2 separate regions of the Zea mays genome follow, and region 2 is linked to region 1. A link is a contact called in public Hi-C data. All regions are on one chromosome and are shown on one strand. The core of a region is the stretch at or near the end of the contact, and the rest is flanking DNA. Distances in the headings are between cores, read along the strand shown. Region 1 holds the start of LOC100279928. Region 2 holds the start of LOC100191609.

What was found. A called contact is a pair of places that touch in the nucleus more often than the background predicts.
Region 2: a contact with region 1 is called in a Hi-C map of ear, with 2.2 times the contacts expected there. The contact joins the promoter of LOC100191609 here to the promoter of LOC100279928 in region 1. A contact is called at or near these places in 2 of 25 Hi-C or Micro-C datasets (bundle sheath and ear).

What each region holds. Positions count from the first base shown.
Region 1 is chr8:169,164,513-169,167,212 of Zm-B73-REFERENCE-NAM-5.0, reverse strand. It overlaps LOC100279928, which reads left to right and starts at 1,266. Exons shown (of 19, transcript NM_001152878.1): 1 at 1,266-1,506; 2 at 1,671-1,863; 3 at 1,947-2,036; 4 at 2,160-2,216; 5 at 2,325-2,394; 6 at 2,690-2,700. The coding sequence starts at 1,358.
Region 2 is chr8:169,322,465-169,325,164 of Zm-B73-REFERENCE-NAM-5.0, reverse strand. LOC100191609 reads right to left here and starts at 1,396. Exons shown (of 1, transcript NM_001137038.1): 1 at 628-1,396. The coding sequence starts at 1,368. The coding sequence ends at 901.

The sequences.
Region 1 (2,700 bases), core at 17-2,516:
GTACAATAAGTGATCTCGTGACAAGGTAATTATTTTTTATTAAATATTATACGAAAATATCGTCACATGCAAGTTTACCTGTTCCTCGCGGAGACCGGGGTGAGGAATGCTTCTCCGTCCCCATCACCCGTTTACCCGCTAGAGGAAGAATTTTTTTTGTTTATATTTTCGTGGGAGAAGAAACTTCTCCATACTCATCCTCTAATTCCCAACGGGTGATATTATGGGATTGAAGCCCCATTGCCATTGCCATCTGTATTCACGGTTCACGAACGTGCTCATGCTCAATCACTCATGGTCTCACGAACTCTAGCCAGCACCCAACGCCCGCAGCCTCCCGAGCCGCCGGTCACTGCCCACCCGCGGCTCACCATCAGTTGGCTACCTCGTAGCCTTTGTCGCCCTGCGCCCCTATAGTCGTCGCCTGTTGAGCCTTTAGGCTATCCGTAACGATTACCTCTAAATTTTTCCCCCTATATCACTTTTCCCCCCTATTTCCTCCCTATTTTTTCATCTCCCGCAGCGGTTCCCCCTAAATACTCCCCCTATACCCCACTACAACTATAAAATATCATTTTCTATATCAACTATCAATTTTTTATCTACTAACAATTATTCATGGGCCCACAACACAGTGTTTAGGGAGATGAACAGTGACATACTATATCCGGGGGGAGAGAGAAGGGGACCGACGCGTACAGGGCGCTGTAGGGGTACCGCTGCGGCAGTAGAGTGCCCCCTACAGCCGACATGCAAGGGGAGGGGGTTGCCATGGGGCACCGTTGCAGTTAGCCTTACCGCGCGACACAATTTCTTTAGCAAACGTCACCAAATAGTACTTGTTGAGCCAAGATAAATGTTTTGGAAAGGTCATAGCAAAAAAATGTTTTTGTTCTGGTGTTGCAAAATATTGCTTGCTTTATGCAATGAATTGAAATGTTTTTTATATTATTGTTCTGGTGTTATTGTAAACTGCAATGTTATATGTAAACTGGTGTTAATGTTCCGGTGTTACAAAATGTTGTGTTGTGTTCTGTAAGGTCAATTTGTTCGGTTAAACCAAAAATCAAACCAAAGTTTTCGGTTAACTAGAGTGTTGGTTTCCTCTTTTTCAAACAGATTTTCGATTTTCATTTTTAAAACAAAACTTCAAAAAAACGAACCAAAAAAGTTCGGTTAACCACCTGCCGTCTCGAGCCGTTCCCGCTCCGGACAAGCGGACACACCATCGGCGGTGCTGCGAGCCTGCGACTGCTCCCGCTCCACAATTTCAACCTCCAGATCTGGCCACTCCCACTCTCACACGCCCAGTCTTCTCAATCCTCACATCCTATTGGCCACGGCAACTGCCATCGCCATGGCCGGGAGGCGTCCGGCACCGGCGGCCCTCCTCCTCCTCGCCGTAGCCTTCGCTCCCATCTCCTCCGCCGTTCGCCCAGTCTCCGATGCGCACAGATCCGCTGCCGAGGAGCTCTTCGCCCCCTCCGCCGACGGATCCTTTGGCGAGTAAGTGCACTACCAACTCTCGAGCGCCTTACGTCTTCCCGATCTCGGCCACCCCGCCTCGCGGACACAGTAGACATCCCAGCTGGGCGCACATCGATCTGCCTGATTGAAATTCATGCTTATGTGTGCTTACCTGGTGGTTTTGATCTGCGTGTACTGTGCAGTTTGGAGAGTACGTATGAGGCAGTGAAAACATTCCAGATACTCGGGCTGGAGAAATATAATAGTTTATCTGGGAAGGCGTGCAAGTTTGCCGCGGAGAACCTGGCTTCCACCGATTCCACCGCGAAAGATCTGTTCCACGCAGTCCGGATCAGTGGCGCGCTGGGATGTGGCGTTGATGCCGGCGTGTATGATGTGCGTGTTGGTTTTAGAGATCTCGATGTTGCTACCTGTATTGTGATGTTTGATGGGGTTTTGGTATTGTTCTGTTTTGGCAGGGTGTTGTGGCGAGACTCAAGGCAGTGATTAAGGATACCAATTCCCTGTTGGAATTCTACTATTCTGTGGGAGGTTTGCTTAGCATTAAGGTCACTCCCTGACCCTCCAATGCATTTTACTTTGATACTTCTCTGTTACTCATGACTACTCCTGTGTACTTGAATTTTATGTGGTAATTGATATTTTTATCTGTTTTCCATTTCCTTTTGCAGGAACAAGGCCATAATGTTGTTCTGCCTGATGCAGAAAGTACATTTCATGCCATTAAGGTGATCACAATTTGATACAGCAGTCGATTTTTCCATATCTAGTTTTTGCAATGTGTGTTTTCCTCTTCAATTCAGTGTTGTCTTATATATTTGCCATTGTTACTGTAGGCACTTAGCCAAAGTGACGGGAGATGGCGTTATGGCACTAACAGCGCTGAATCTAGCACATTTGCTGCTGGTAAGTGTTCTTGGTGAATGATGACCTCTGTTGGAATAAATAGATTATTACTTGTAGACTGGTAATATGACACAACAAAAAAGCCTAGATGCAAAAAGTCATGATAGGCTAGAGATGCAACCCAACATGAGCCACCAGTAAATAAGGAAAAATATGTTATATAAGTAAAAAGCATTGATATTTTACTTGCGCTATATTCCTAGTTAGTCCATCTCTTTCTGTAGCTTGTTCCAGCTCCAGGAGAATTCAACCACAAATAATACATGCCACTGATGATTAATAAGTACTACCGCAGGTATCGCACTA
Region 2 (2,700 bases), core at 147-2,646, 160 kb before region 1:
TGATAATTTTTTGATTTTAAATCATCTTGTCATAGGAAAATATGTTTGAAGCTTTCATATTTGAAATTCAATTTTTTTAAACAGACTTGGATGAAGAAAACTATCAAAATGAAAGTTGTAGATCTTAAAAAGTTATGCAACTTTACAGTTGACAACATTTTCAATTGAATTCATTTAGTGCCTCGAAAAAGTAATATGGACACATGTGATATAGTGGTGTGGTAGAGGAGGTTATGAGCAAGAGATAGGTTGCAAGTTCGAATCTTACCGTTCACAAAAAAATGTATATTTGATAAAATAGTGAAATGATATGGTGATTGGTAGGGCAATGGCGGTCGTTGGGGGTTGTTCCCTAATTTAAAAATTGTTTTGTTGTTTTTTAGGTTTTTTGCGGTTTTAAATTTGCCGAGTGTTTTTCGACACTCAGAAAAGTCTTTGACGAATGTCCAAAAACAGTTATCAGCAAAAAATCACTTACCGATAAAATATTTATCAAATATTATTTACAGAATGTAACACGTACTCCGCAAAGTGTTTTGCCGAGTGCAAAAGGACCTTTGCCGGCAAAGAAGCGGTAGTGTGTATAGCCCGTAACCTTACACCTCGGTCTGGCACAACAAACTTGTTCACGCAATTTCATGATCTTTTTTTGTCAATTTGGTTTTACTTGTGTCACAACTCACAGCCATACATGGAATACATACGGTGGATGCAGAGCATCGATGGATTAATGGGGATTGGGACTAGGAGTACAATTTATTTACGTACGAGATTAGCTAGGTTGTCACCTGCAGGTTATTATTAGAATTTGCAATTGTACCCATGAACCAACGCGTGGCGTCCACCAATCCGGACTCGCATCGCATCCACACATTCCACGTACGAGCAGGTGCCTGCTGCTCATGCGCGGCAGGATGGGCGCCTGAGCTGGGCCCAGCCGGCGCCGGCGCCGTCGCCCCCGCCCACGACGACCTCCTCTTCCTCCTCCTCGTAGGTCTCCTCGTGGGTCTGGTACTGGAAGCGGCGCCCGCCGCCGCCGCTGCCGTGACCATGGTGGCGGCCGGCGCCGTACGCGTACGTCTCCTCCTCGCAGTTGGTTTCCTCGTAGGTTTCCTCGTAGGCCTCGTAGCGGTGGTGGTTCGCGTTGTTAGCAGCGTTCATGGGATAGTTGTCGAAGCAGCGGCGGTTACCCCCGTCCAGCTCCTTGAACGACGACTCCTTGTGGACAACGTGGTGCTGCTGCACGGCGCCGCCGGCATGGCAGGGTTTCTGGGCGACCTTGGTGGTGACGTGTTCGCCGGAGTGGGTGCGGTGGTAGTTCGCGGTGGGGTGCGGTTGGCCGTAGCCATTGCTGGGGCACCTGAACATCGTTGCTCGCGCGGTGGGCTGTGGCTATGGCTCGGCGCTGCATGGATCTACTTCAATGAAGTGGCATTTTATAGGCGTGCTAGCGGCTAGCGCCGATCGATTGGGCTGCAGCACATCACAGGATATGGTTGCATCATTGCATGCAGCATTTGTTCTGGGCTGGTAATGGTAGGGTAAGGCACGCATTGGGGCAGGCGACCTCCATGGATTTATTCTTCAGGTCCATCACTCAAGTGTTGGTCTAGGCATCTCCGACGATCCTGTTCGGTCCATTAGTCCATAAATGATTAAATAAAACACAGCAAAGATCATATTCGCGCGCCACATTTGACGGTCCATTCGCCCCAGTACAGAAATACAGATTGGTTTTTCACCAGTCACATACAGCTTGATCGCCCAGCAGAGCTCGCTCGGCAGCTGCATGCGCCGACCACACCCACCGCGCGGCCGTGCCACCCGGAGCTCGCACGTACGCCCTCGCTCGTCAAGACGCCGCTGGGTCACGCTGTTCCCGGCTTCCCGCTCGGTGGCGCCGCCGCCGCTCCGTGGCCCGCTCGCTGCTACGCGGCCCTCGCTCGGAGCTCGCATAGCTGCTGCACGGCTGCATCACCGCCCAGCCATACGCCCATACTGAGGGTTGGGTGATAGGGTGAGGGAGGTGCGCTAGTGGGCCTTTGGTGGGCTTTGTTTGGGAAGGGGTAGCGAGAGGTGGGCTGCTGATTCGGGAACCGAAACCAAAAACTGGAAAAACTGATATTTCGGTTCGAATTGGTTCGTTTTTTCGGCTATGCGTGTCCATCTGTCCATAAGTCGGTAAATCTCTACTACTCTATAAGAACCTAATGTAGACCACACCGTGCACCATGGTTCTGCCTTCCATAGATCTGCACCGTTTGTTCGCCTTTGTTGAATCTGCACCGTACGTCCATGACTCCGTGTCCGCCCACGCCTGCGTGTGTCGCCCCGTGCCTTCCGCTCCACGCGAGCAACCCTCCCACTCGGTCTTCCATCCACCGTCTAGCCTCCCGCCGGCCCCTAGCTCACCGCGGTCCTCACTCCGTCGCCCACCCCTCTCCCGTCGCCGCCGTCGTTCCTCCATCCGCGGTCCCTCTCACATCTCCTGCAACGCCCAGCCCCAATCCCCCACCCACAGGAGCCCACCTTCCCGTCCGCTTACCTATCCGCCCTAGGCCCCAACCCATCTGAATCCACTCCGCGTTGGCGTGTATTGGCGATTCGACGGAGGGGGCGATGGAGGTGTGTGACCTGCGCAAGGTGTGGGAGGTCCATGAGCTCAAGACCAAGCTCGACGCGGCCGCCGCCCAGGCTACC